Regions from separate parts of the Mus musculus genome. Here region 1 is linked to region 2. Evidence: chromatin contacts called from public promoter capture Hi-C data. All regions are on one chromosome and are shown on one strand. The core of a region is the stretch at or near the end of the contact, and the rest is flanking DNA. Distances in the headings are between cores, read along the strand shown. Region 1 holds the start of Tac1 (tachykinin 1). Region 2 has its middle 120 kb from the start of Gm19272.

Region 1 (7,241 bases), core at 3,123-5,622, 130 kb before region 2:
TGAAAAAGAGTGTTAGACTAGACCAAAGACTCAGGGTATGTAATGACTAAATGGGGCAGATGCTGGAAGAGCTAGTATTTTGAGAGAAATATACTAATATTGTGGTGGGGTTAGATTAAGCAGCTATCAGTGCACTCGTGGCTACAGACACTATGAACATTTGTCTACAGGAATGCTCATGATAAGCCTATTACTCCTTTTTTTATTATTTTGAATATTGTGCTTTCGTAAAAATTACAGAAGTGGATTTGCATACTTTCAGACAGGATTTTATACATACCAGAATTTAAAGCTCTTTTGCCCATTAGTCCAACAAAGGAATCTGTTTTATGCCCTGAAAAATACATTTAGGGGTATTTTAGTATGTATGTTTTTGAAGAAATAAACGTATAACTAGTACAAAGTAAACAAGATTCTGAATATATATGCCTGTGGAATAAATAAACGTTTCTATGTCACATACTGATGAGCCCACAGAGACTTTATATAAGCCCTGCAAACCATGCTGAAACCCATATTGTGAGCACCTTTCTCAGTTCTATATCCAGATAGTATCTGTATTATGTTTAATCTATTATGAAGTTTTAAATATGGTTGCCACCGGAGCAAGATTTGAATTTTGGGGGAGTTGGTTATACATTTGTGTGTGGGAAAAACATCCAAGCTTATTTCTTCATTACCAAATATGTTGCAGTTCTCACCAAGGGAACCTTAGCATATAAAATCTTCTAAGGGGTCACATTAAGTAGACTTAGACTTAGAAACACTGTGATTGTGAAAGCAATTTTTTTAAAACATTAATTGGATATATTAATTTTATTACATATTTTTTTGCTATATAAAATCCCCTTACAGTTTAAACCCTTAGTAAATATTAACACTTTTTTTTTCTCTCAAAAGTGAAGGCTGCAGGAAAGGTCATTATCTCACTGCCACTGGGAGAATTTTTCTTAGTTTCCATTGGTTGAGACCAGAGTGTTACCAGTTTGGAGTTTACCCTGCCAGGGTGAGTCAAACTCATGGCTCTCAGCTCACAGAGGCAGGCATTATTGTTAGTGTCCCAAGGGACTTCCTGTCACCTCTGGATCCAATTAGCTAGGAAACAGCTCCAAAGACCCTCCAGTTCTGCAGTCTGCACTCTCCTCTCCCAGATTCCCATTTAATTATGGGATCAAGGGGGAATCAGCCTGCAGCTCTATCTGTTTTTATGTATTAAGCACATTTTCTACTCAGATATTCACTCAGTCACAGGCTGAAGACCCCTTCCTTGCCATTATAAAAGTTAGTTCATGAATATGAGTTAGAAGTTGTATGTAAGTGTTCTTTCTTCTCTCTCTCTCTCTCTCTCTCTCTCTCTCTCTCTCTCTCTCTCTCCTACTGTTCATGGGGAGAGGTGTCAGACATGAGTGCTTGTGAGGAATTTTAACCCTATAGTAGAAATTCTAAAACTAAAAGAATTACAAGTGTTAATTCTTTTTCTTTCCAAATGTACTGTGCATTTTGGTACGGCAATCTGCCGATACTATGGAGTTTAGTCATAATGATTATTTAGCAGATCACAATCTGCATGTAAGTCTTTTCCCCCCTACATTGTCTTTATTAAAACTATTGGGCTCTATGTTCTGCTGCAAAAGGTAACACAGGAAGCAACATTTGATATGATTAATGTCAAAAGGAGTGTGAACTTACTTTTGTGAGAGATCTGGCCATGTCCTAGAAGAAAAGAAAGCCAGTTAGCAGACACACGGTTTGTTTTAAAAAGCTACTTTATCTTTTACAGGGCACATAAGGAATTGATTTTCAAAATATTTGACTCTTATTTATATGACATCCTGGGACTAAAATAGATGAATGTCAACCAAATTACTAATAAAAGCCAAATATGAGCCATGGCTTAAAAGGTAGAACTGTGGGACTCTTGAGGTCTCTTAATAATAGTAAAGCTATAGACTGACATCAAAGTAACTCACTCATTAGAATGCGCAGGAGCTTAAAATACACGCGTGCGCGCGCGCGCACACACACACACACACACACACACACACACACACACACACCACGCTCATGCACCCACATCCGGATGTGTACACACTTTTTAATTAGGCACAAAATGCTTTTTATTTTAACGTGATCATTCATAATAGGAAAATAAAGATTTATAGGGATGTTTACCATAAAGAGCCTTTAACAGGGCCACTTGTTTTTCAACTGAGGAATCTGACAAGAGATGAATTGACATTAACTCTTCACAAGCTCCACTGACTGCCATCAACTCAAGGCAATTAAATACTTCTATCACCCACAAGGGGTAGCCAAATCTAGCCCAATCCAAGAAGACATCTTTCACCTGAGCCTGGACTATTAACATACCTGGAGATCCTTGTAATTTGGATCTTTAGTCAGAGGACTGTTTAGCTAAGGTTAGTTTCCAATTTGCATCACTTTGGTGCAGTGAAGCAAGAGAAATGGATCCCCTCCCCCTCCCCCCACGATCTAGAGTTAGTGAAGTACAGATCGAAGACTTCTGGGAATCAAAAGCCTTTAGGCGTGTAAATCTATACTCCCAGTACAAGAGACATTTGGGTTCTCCAGGAAGGAGCAAGCATGCAGACCAGGTAGCCTGATAGATCTAGTGACTATTGCTCATCTCACCAGCATCCCGCTTGCCCATTAATCCAAAGAACTGCTGAGGCTTGGGTCTTCGGGCGATTCTCTGCAGAAGATGCTCAAAGGGCTCCGGCATTGCCTCCTGGGGGACAAACCCGCGAGCAGACAACTTAAGTGAACCAGGATCACCTTAGTGGTGCACCTGAGCGTCCCCCAGAGCCACAGATTCCCCCAGACACCAGAACCTGGTGGGCTAGCACGCGTCTGGGCCATACTAAAACCTATACACTTTCCCCAATCTGGCCCCGCCTGGGATTTCCTTCTCCACAAAGTCTACCGGGGAGGCTCCTGCAGCAGCGCCACACCTGCCAGCCCTGGATCCTGTAAGCTTTCTGCTCTTAATTGCACCAGAGGGCTCACTCAAGTTCTTGTTATCACCTTTGTTTGCTCTCAGCGAGGCTTCGAAGTCCTCTCACTGTCCTAACTGTGAACAGTAGGGTGGATGAAGAAGGGTGAGGATACTTTCAGAGCAACCTTGCACCACCGCACAACTTTCACCATTTCCCAAGGCGCGCTCCTTGGAGCCAGTAGCCAAGAGTGATGTACAGGGAAACTTGGAGCACTGAATGCTGGAGTGCGGAGTTAGTTTCTCCACTGAGACCCCGCAGCTAAGTAAAATCCCGCTTTTGCCCCCATTAACTGATTCACTTCTCTATCCAGCATCTCAAACGCTCTGGCAGTGCGGTTTTACTAAATTCCCCCCTCGATTTCCCCTCCTCCCCAACCCTGTAAGTAGGGATTAAAACCTAATGAGGTTTCCAGCGTGGTGAGAACCCGGCTGTGAGAGAGAAAGACAGAGAGGAGAGAGAGGAGGTGGGAGGGGCGAGATACTGGGGAGACACTGACTGAACCTACGACGTTGCCCTCCCTCAGGGAGGAAACTTAGTTTGGTTCTGGGCAATAAGCCCTGTGCCTTGTCCGGGACGTGATGACCTTTATATTCCAGTGCGCCTCTCCAGCTCAAGCTGGGCTAATCAGGGTGCTACCACAAGGAGAAGGCAACAGCTCCCACGCCCGTTTGGGACTCACCTTGATCTGGTCACTGTCGGACCAGTCGGACCAATAATTTAGATCATCGTTGGCATCGATTTCCTCTGCAAACAGTTGAGTGGAAACGAGAAAAAAGACCGCCACGGCCACGAGGATTTTCATGTTCGATTTCTGAAGAGAGTAGGAGACAGAGGAAGGTGGGAAAGAGACATTATACATAAGGAGGCTGTGGCCACCCAAGAGTTAGAGCAGCTGAATTTCAGTGCCACAAGGAAGAAAGAACAGGTCCCGCTAAACCAAGATTAAAATAAAAACAAAACCAAAAGCCCACCAGGTCGAACACTTCTCCAAACCCTTTAAGAAGGCTCCTGAGGCGCCAAAGAGCCTCAAATCCTCCTCTCCTTGAGTCTCAGCGTCCCAGCCCCCTACCCACTGGCCCACACTCTCAAGCCTGAAGACTCTGCAGGTGGCAGACAAAGAGAGGCGTTGGTATTTGCACACTTTCTCTCCGGGTCTGAGAATGGAGTGGGAGCAGAGCCAGGGCGGACGCCACCTCCGACGAAGGCACGACGGGTCCCAGGCAGCCTTGGCTGGCAGGCTAGAGTGGTACTCACTGCGGTCAGACCGCGGGGATGCTCCGCAGGTGCGCACTTGCTGGGCGCTCTTTGCTCTCCTTGGCCGCGGTGCAGGAGCGGAGCAGGTCCGAGTGCGGTCTAGTCCCCAGCTCCTGCTTTGCGGTATTTATCTCAGGCGTGACGAGCCTGTAGAGCCACGTGACACTCTCCCCACGCGACTTTCTGCTCAATATTTAATTAGCCGCCCCCTCGCCTTTCGCTTGCGTGATGTAGAGTTTCCGAGACGGTAACCCGTCGGAGTCCATAACATCTGGACCAAATTGTGTTCGAAATGACGCAATTTTAGGGAAGTCGAGGTCTTGCCATCCAATCCAGAGAGACCTGTTTTCTTCGTCTGACAATCTGACGCCCTCCTCCCCTCTTCTTCCGAACAAGGTTCAGTGACACCTGAGATTACTCATCAAAACTGAGTGAAGTGACTCATGCCTCGGACTTTGGGAACTTTTCTCTCTAGAGGAGTCAGGGAATCTTGAGCTTTGAGGACAGCCAAATAACTTCCGCAACAAAACCTTGTGAAATGACACTAAGACACTAGCAAGCACTTCAGTGGGATGAGGCAAGCGGGGATTTTCCTTCTAGCTCTACCTGTATGTGTCTTAAAGGTTCCTGAGGTGTTACATGGCTGGAACAGCCCTCCCTCCCTAAATCAGCCAGAATACTCTCTCTCATTTCTCTAGCCTTGCAAAGGGGTTTCAGTCTTGTGTTCTAGAGGAGGAAAGCAGACTTGCTTTACATTTAGGAGAAAGAAGAATTGAAGCCTGCTGTAGCATGTAGAACAGCATGTGGAACGTACCCACCAGCCATCCGAGGACGCTGTAGCATGTAGAACTTACCCACCAGCCATCTGAGGACGCTGTAGCATGTAGAACTTACCCACCAGCCATTCAAGGACGCTGTAGCATGTAGAACAGCATGTGGAACGTACCCACCAGCCATCTGAGGACCTCTTTCGTTCCTCTGAAGCTTCTTCGCAGTCACACACAGAAGGTAGAGGGAGTTGCAAGAGAATAATTGTGCCTCTCTCCCCTTAAGCCTTGTTGGAGGGCTATAAAGTCTGTATGTTTACCTTTGTCACCAAGGGTGTGTGTGTGTGTGTGTGTGTGTGTGCTGCAGATCTGTCAGAGACAGAAGTCTTTAGCAAACCACGGTTTTACAGATACCTTCTGTCCCAGATGTATAATACTTTTCCATCTTTGGATGAAGTAAACGATGTTGCAGTTATTTGTTTTGACTTTTTTAGACTAGGACTCAAAATGGGTATTCTCCTAACTCAGCCTACTTGTTACTGGAACTACAGGTGTGTACCACCACACCCAGAGCGATGGGGTCTTTTGGATAGAGTTGTTTTCTTTTGGGAATCATCGTTCCCTAATATGTTTTTAGTATAATATGAAGAGGAAAGAAGTGTTTGCAAGCCAAACTAATGTTTGCCTCCAGTGTTTATATTGTTTTAAAACCTAAATGTAGACATTCAGAGGGATTTCATAATGTGAACATTCTATTTTTATTTTCAAAACTTTTAAAAGGAGAAATGGTGAACACAAATGTACAGTCATTTGCCTAAACAATTTGAAAATTTCATGCCTCCGCTTATGTAGAAAATATGTTCTCATGTACTATGGAGTTATTCTGATACATAATTCAGGAAATATGAAATAAATCCATGATCTACCAACTTTAAAAATTGCCAATTTAGAGCTTTTAAGGTATGACCTATTTTTTAAGACAAAGACCTCACAGATTTAAGCAGAGTTGATACATTTCAATGCAAGGTAGATAGATACTCATTACTTGATGCTGAACTTATGCCATTCTTGGCTAGCATAAAGTTCTTCCAAGGCTTTTGATATGTAATTAAAAGGAAGTGATGATTCCCTTGGTTTTGATCTGTTTCCTACCTGAGACTCCAAGTCTTCCTCTAAGGAGCCTTCATTTTCATTGAGTTGTACATGGTAAGTAGAGACCACAATCCAGGCATACATTGTTGATAAATTTCTTTCTTTTTATATCTTATTTTTATTTTTTATTTATTTATTTTATTACATATTTTCTTTTTTTATTAGATATATTCTTTACCTACATTTCAAATGCTATCCTGAAAGTTTCCTATACCCTCCCGCCACCCTGCACCCCTAACACCCATTCCCACTTCATGGCCCTGGCAAATTCCTGACTGGGGCATATAAAGTTTGCAAGACCAAGGGGCCTCTCTTCCCAATGATGGTCGACTAGGCCATCTTCTGCTACATATGCAGCTAGAGACACAAACTCTGGCAATACTAGTTAGATCATATTGTTGTTCCACGTATAGGGTTGCATACCCCTTCAGCTCCTTGGGTGCTCTCTCTAGCTTCTCCATTGGGGGCCCTGTGTTCCATCCTATAGATGACTGTGAGCATCCACTTCTGTATTTGCCAGGCACTGGCAGAGCCTCACAGGAGACAGCTATATCAGGGTCCTTTCAGCAAAATCTTGCTGGCATATGCAATAGTTTCTGGGTTTGGTGGCTGATTATAGGATGGATCTCCAGGTGGGGTGGTCTCTGGATGGTCCATCCTTTCGACTTAGCTCCAAACTTTTTCTCTGCAACTTCTTCCATGGGTATTTTGTTCCCTATTCTAAGGAGGAATAAATTATCTACACTTTGGTCTTCCTTCTTCTTGATTTTCTAGTGTTTTGCAAATTGTATCTTGGGTATTCTAGGTTTCTGGCCTAATATCCACTTATCAGTGAGAGCATATCAAGTGACTTCTTTTGTGATTGGATTACCTCACTAAGGATGATCTCCTCCAGATACATCCATTTGCCCAAGAATTTCATAAATTCACTGTTTTTAATAGCTGAGTAGTACTCCATTGTGTAAATGTACCACACTTTCTGTATCCATTCCTCTGTTGAGGGAAATCTGTATTCTTTCCAGGTTCTGGCTATTATAAATAAGGCTGCTAT
Region 2 (6,818 bases), core at 3,297-5,796:
TTTGACCCATAAGATGTATACCTTGTTCTCTTTCAAATATTCTATGTAGGTTTTTATATTTCAGATTTTTGTTGAAAATTTCACTCACATTTTTATCTTTGAAACATTACCATCATAGTTATTGTAAAGGCTTTCATTAGTTCAAAAATGTGGTCCAGGCTCTTTCTGATTGCTCGTTGTTCCTACATCTTTACTTGCACTGTGGTCTTTTCCGCGTCTGTTTGTTACTTTGCTTTACTTTTTTTCTTTATTTGGAAGAAGAAAAAATCTTGTAGAAAGAATATGAGACCTATATGATTTGATTTTCCTCCAAAAAATATTTGTATCTGTTTCCATCATATACATGTGGGACTTTAATCTCTAACCTGATATTATCTTAAACTGGTTTCAGAATTTCTTGATAATTTGACATCAGGCTTTTGTCCATGTGAGGCTGGTTTAGATCTAGATCACTCTTTCTACTCTGCAGAAAGCAGCTGGAGCCCTAGGCAAGTATCATGTTTTCCTTGTGACTCCTCTCAGAGAGCTTGAGTTTCATCTCCCATCCTTCAAATTCCCAGGGCTGATGAAACCAATACTCTGGACACCTAGTGATCAGCAAATCTCCCAGTGAAAGTAGTTTGGCTCATAGCAATGTTCTCTCTTCCTAAGACTCAGGGAGCATTGCAGAAAAGGGGGTGGAAGGAATACAAGAGCTCAACAATGAGGGGGAGCGCTGCGAAATGCTGTCCTCTGGATATGATTCCTCATGCAAATGCCCAGGAGCTATAATCAAGACAGTTAAACACTCCAGCATGGAGAGGGGAGGAGCTCCGGACACCTTGCCCCTTGCTGAAGAACTATTGGTGATTTATGGCAGCCAAAAGAGCGATCTGCTCTTTGAGGAGTACTTACTAGTTTGTTGCCCATTCCCCCATAGAGGATCCCAAACTAATGTGCATATGGGTGACACTGTCTCACTGGTTAGTAAAAAAAGAAGGCGCTTATTTAGTCTGGGCTCCCATGAGTGTCCAGTTGGGGTTTTGTGTAATGGTCTCAATTTTCTAAAAAGAGACGCTTCTTTGATGAGGGTAAAAGCTACTCTTGCATCTGCATATTCGGATTAGGGACCACAGATGAGAGAGAACATTCAGCATTTACCATTCTGGATCTGGGTTACCTCACTCAACATCACTCTTTCCAACTCCATGTATTTCCCTACAGCATCATGCTTTTGGTTTTCTTCACTGCTATATAGTATTTCATTGTGTCCACACTCCATTTTCATCATGCAGTCATGTGATGATGGATATAGGTTGTTTCCATTCCCTGACTCTTGTGAATAGGGTGGAGATGAACATGGCTGAGCATCTGTGGAGTAGAATGTTAAGTCCTTTGGGCATATGCCAAAAAATGTTATAGCTGAGGATTGGGTATCTTTATTTAAACTTTTGAAGATTCTCCATACTTATTTCCAGACTGGCTTCATCAATTTTCATTCCCACAATAAATGAATGAGGGCTGCTGTGTCCTGACACCCTCACCAAGGTTTATCGTTAATTGTTTATTGTTTTTAGCCATTCTGATCCAGGGCAAATGAAATTTTCCAGGTTGTTTGAATTTGCATTTCTCTAACTGCTAAGGATGCTGAACACTGTTGAAGTATTTCTTAACCATTCTTATTTCTGTTTAGAATTTTCTGTTTATGTCCCTAGTCCATGGCTTCATGGGCTATATGACAATTGGTAGTCTAATGAATCTTTTTTTTGTTGTTGTTGTTCTTCAGAATAAAAACCCAAGGGCTTGAACCAAAAACTCTAGTTTCAGCCAAGCTTCTCCAAAAACATGGAAACCCCCAATTCACACTACAATGTTTGTGATTAACACCCAAAGACCCAAGTCACAGAGTTTTCAATAGAAACTTATTGAAAGTATATTTTACATAATGTCCTGAGAAAAGATTTTCAAATAACTCTGGAACCAAGTGGCATGTGAAGATATATAAAAAAGGGGACACTATTTTCACTTAAATGCACATAGCCATCTTTTGAAAACATACTTTCTGTAAATAATTCATGTAGCAACTTTTAATGTCCAGTAGAAGTCTAGGAGTTTTGTGCTTTTAAGTGATTTCAGAAATAATGGCCTTTTCCTTTTCTGTATTTGCAAAACCAATGACAATTAAGCCTCAGTGGGCAAGAGAAATTGAGGTTCTGAGGTTTTGATAAATGAAAACATACGTGGCATATCACCCTTCATGACCTTGCAGAAAAACGAATTAGGAGATAGCCCATCAACTACTTCGGAAAACAAACTATACACATGAAAAACAATCAGTAACAAGGGCTCATGCAGCACAATCTAAATTCATTCAGCAAACTAAAACACAAAGGTCTAACCACAGAAAGGGCTGTCCCTGGGACTTGGGAGCTCTTAAAAGGGAAAGGCACCACGTTTAGGTGAACAAGAACTAAGCCAAGCTATCATGTAAGGAAAGGGCATCCTGGAATTAAAAGTAACAGGAAGAAAAAATTTAAAAGGCAGTCAATAAAGTGATAGGTCCTTTTGCAGTCGGCAGAGACGATTACAGAAAGGCACACCTGGTCAAATACCTAGAATAAATGATCATGGATGTCCAGCCTCAGATAAACTTCTACAACTCCATATCTACTCCCAAGTCTCAAGGAATATGATGGAAGAGGGGGCAAGAAGATTTGAAGAGCCAGAGGACTAAGAAGTCTGCTATAAGATTGTGTCTTCTGAGTAAGACAGGTGTCAGAACATGGTTGAAGAATGGAGTCCTGTGAGGAGAATTCTGAGTGCTTGTGAGAACACTCCAAGGAAACAGTCTTGTGACCTCAGTTTCTTCAAGGCACAGAATTGTTCTTGGAATGTGGGTTTGTGTACCTCACAGATGTAGCTCTTAGGAGCGAGTTTACTTCAGATTAGTCATTATTGCTTGCTGTTGTTTTCAATTATGTCTCTTAGAAAAACATGGCTTTGTCACAGGCAAGTTGTATCTATGATTGTATACAGTTGAATTCATGAGAACTTATTCATATGACCTCTCTTAACTCTGAGTATAAATTGATAAAGTTAGCTATTGCATATGACTTTAGTCTGCCTCCTTTATCAGCTCCACTACCCTTGCGTGCAGTGCCTCCAGAGCAGCAGAAGAGAGAGAAGCACACAGAGACGCTCCATCCATGAAATCTTAACATTATGGCTGTATGAACAAGACCTGGAGAAGGCAACACTAGCAGACATGTTAATGTAGACGGAGAAATCTAATGGAGCTCCACTCCTAGATGAAGAGCTGTAAGCAACTAGTGCCTACTCAACAGAGAATTAGTATTCCAAAGCAATGAGACCCCTACATTTGTTATCTAGTACCAAGTGCTCAGCCCGCTTGTTATATGTGTTATGTATATATTGAATGGAATTAGGATGTTGCATTTTTGTATGTATTCACATGTACATATGTAACAATAGTTTTTTTTGTTTGTTTGTTTGTTTTGTTTTAAAAGGGGCCATGAATTTGAGAATTGAGTTGGGAGTGGGAGTGGCATGGAAGGGGTTAAATGGAAGAGATGGGGAGTGAAATGGTGTAATTATATTTTAATTAAATTTTAAAAAGAAATAAACATTGGAGGTGTTTCAGAACAGGGCAGAGAATAGAAGGAATGGTGTACTGAAGGATTCAAATAGAACCGTTGAATGAATGGGGCAGCTGTACGTCTTATTACCAGCTTAAGACAAAGCAGGCACAGATGCTGAGCCAGGGCTGCAACATTTTGCCCTTTAGCCAGTATTTTCTAGGCAGCCTGTCTTGTCTTCAAGTTATTATCTTGTCTCTTTCCTCACTGCCAAGGTCTTTGGTGTTTGGGTGAGATTTAGATTTTGGAAAGATCTTCCAAACAGTCTTCCAATAAGAATGGTAGCCAATTTGGTAAGTAATTATTTTCACCATGCTTCCGCTAAGCTTGGTAATGAAGTCTCAGAGGATATAAACCTGAGCTTGGTTCCTTATTCTGCTTTCAAATAGTTTGTAAGGCCCAAGCAGCAGGTGATTTCTTGTGCAGGTTTTTCACATTACAGTCATCAGCTTTCCAAACTTCCTAAGTTCACTGAGGAACAAATGACCACCAGCAGCCAAAATTAAGACTCACATGTTATGACACCAGGAAGTACAAACACATTCAAGAAAAGGCATCTTTTAAAGGGAGACTGTAATTTGTACTTCTCTCAAGAACAGCCTTCTTTCTTATCCTTTCCCTTTAAGGTTTACCTGTAAATCTGGTCGGTTTCAGCCACTTGGACTTCTAGCACTCAACAAGGAACCTCAGACACAGTGACCAGCCAATGAGTGTTTTAAGTGTTCATTGAGTGAACTGCTGAAATCCGACGTCGGTATCTGTGCTGGTTAATTTTCAGGTGTCAGCTTGACTGTGGTAAAGGCTGTAACATGGCTGGTAAAGTGTTATTGATGCTCTGTGCTTCTGGAGATACCAAGGCAGTGCTGAATGGGATCCCAGGTGGATTTGCTATGGATAGCAATGACTGGGAAGTTCTAAGTATGTCTGGAATGTCGTCCCTGGTAGACTATGAGGAAGATCTGCCCTCATTGTGGGGTACTGATTTATTTGAGGCTCAAATTACACAAAGCAGCAGAGGAAGGGTGTGCTCGCCCCACCCCATCTTGGCAACATTGCTTTGTTCCCCTCAGGTTTTGCATCTCAGAGGCACAGATTTTCATCTTGGGAACTGACACTGGCACCTTCCCTACCTTGCCTTGTTGAGAGCTTTTGGTGGCACTCCTAGGAATTTGGCATTTGTCACTGGGCTCAGACACAGAAGTAGGCTCAGATAAGAATATTAGGAAGAGAGACCATGGGGCTTTGTTTACTACCTTGCTGAATCACTACCTTATGTGATCTCTTTGCTTACTGCTTTAATTGCTATCTCGCGTGATCTCCTTGTTTACGACTTTGCTTGAGTACTTTGTCTTTGACCTAAGAACTGATCATGTTTTTTTTGGATGTACCTAGAGCGATATAAAAGCAGGCTGGAGCAAAATAAAGCTGCTTCAGCCTCCGTACGGGCTGAGTCAGGTTATCATTTTGTCTGGTTTACTGTTTCAACCCTCACTCCCTCACTTGAGACTGTTGACTGACTGAGTTAGCTTGGTTATTGCCTTCCCAGCCCTTGACCCTTTACCCTCTGACTGTTAGTGCTACCATCATCTTCCCTGGATCTAAGAGCTTTAGACTTGGACTGAGCAATGTCATCAAGTTCTGCTCTCCAGCCACAGGAGGACTACTTTGGGACTTCTTCCAAGAGACTTCTCAGTATCTGGAGTCAAGTAAGACAATCCCTCTAATACTCCCCCCTTTACTGCCTGCTTCAATGTGTATATATTCAGTTCTGACTAGGGGACTCTGAATGGGACAAGGTAGAAACAAAGTATTATTTTCAGCTTAAAGCTGGGAAACTGGAAGGCTTGAAACTTACTCAGAATTGGCAGAAATGACTCTTAGGTTTTCAGCTGAAGTAAATACAGTATTTCACATAGAGACCAGGATTACCACTTTTCTCATTCCAAATAATAGTTCTCCATCAGTCAAAACAGTTATAATAACATATACCATCACATCCATATAGCTCACTAATTCACAACTCAGGAAGCCTCCACTCATACCTGAAACCCACAATTTGTCTTAGGTCATTTCTGAAGAAGCTGAGACAGCTGGATGCATCAAGTATTGGCTCTCCCTCTCCGTCTCCGTCTTCTTCCTCTCCCTCATCTCCCTTCTGTTCCCTCCTCTCCTCTCCTGCTCCCTCCCCTATCTCTCTTTAAGCATCACAACATATACTATAATACTATAATAAATACTAGAATACTATAAAACCATCTGATTTAGTAACCTTTGAAATAGAATGTAATTAGCAATACTGGAATAAAATTAAACATGAACAGAGTCCCGTCTTCCTTCTGAAGGTTTTTGAAACACACTCTGTTATACTTTATAGAAGTTTAGTCTTATGCCCTGGAAAATAACTAGATCATTATTCTCCTTGCATCGGTATGGAAAATCTAGTGAGAAATTCAATAATACAGTAAATATGGATATAATTATACTTATGAGTCAGCACTCAATATGGGAAATGTCTGTATCATGTTAATCTGTCTGTAAAATAAAAAGTCTCCAAAAAAGAAGTAATCAGTATTCTCTTTTAAGGCAAACATGAATTTCTCCTTTAAAAATTTTTAGTACAATTATTTATTCATTTATTCATATATATGGGATGATTGTAACATGTACATGTCAGAGGATAACTGGCAAGCGTTAGCTCTTGTGGGATTCTCTTAGCTCCAACATAATTCAAACACTAGGTCAATGCAGATGACAATAACATTTGAAATGTGAATAAAGAAAATATACAATTAAAAAAAAGAAATAAAAAAATTTCCACAAAAATGAAGAAACCAAACCTGTCCTCAAGTGTGTCATTCACAAAGATCTACTCTGTAAAAACAAAAAAACCAAAAACAACAAAACAATAACAACAACAACAACAAAAACCCACTGTAATAATAGAGCTGCTACTGATAGGTCAGGGCCACAAACAGACTTGGGAGCTGGATTACAACGCTGAAGGGAAGCTATGCAGCATATGTAAAGGGTAAAATGATACAGCACAGGGAAGAAGGGGAGCATCGTCCATCAGATTTTGACATAAGGGGTTGAGGAAAGGAATTTCCATCAATCAGGATAGGAGTTGGTGGTTGGGCCTGGGAACATGAATTTAGTTTGACCCTGACAGTAAAATGGAGATGT

The links. Promoter capture Hi-C pulls out the DNA fragments that hold promoters and counts their contacts.
Region 1: a contact with region 2 is called in a promoter capture Hi-C map of stem cell-derived epiblast-like cells, with 2.0 times the contacts expected there. The contact joins the promoter of Tac1 here to the enhancer-like site in region 2. A contact is called at or near these places in 3 of 39 promoter capture datasets (embryonic stem cells, neutrophils and stem cell-derived epiblast-like cells), 1 of 115 datasets of contacts at active chromatin or transcription factors (embryonic stem cells) and 3 of 9 other capture datasets (adipose tissue, liver and pancreatic islet).

Annotation. Positions count from the first base shown.
Region 1 is chr6:7,552,192-7,559,432 of GRCm38.p6, reverse strand. It overlaps Tac1 (tachykinin 1), which reads right to left and starts at 4,372. Exons shown (of 7, transcript NM_009311.3): 1 at 4,272-4,372; 2 at 3,697-3,828; 3 at 2,653-2,749; 4 at 2,173-2,217; 5 at 1,690-1,713; 6 at 281-334. The coding sequence starts at 3,819.
Region 2 is chr6:7,422,734-7,429,551 of GRCm38.p6, reverse strand. No RefSeq gene overlaps it. Among named protein-coding and RNA genes, the nearest start is that of Gm19272, 120 kb to the right of the region's middle. Within about 2 kb of position 4,546, at least 5 of the 459 cell types and tissues checked have an H3K27ac peak or open chromatin away from gene starts, as enhancers often do. A contact at or near this core is called in stem cell-derived epiblast-like cells, where this site is marked.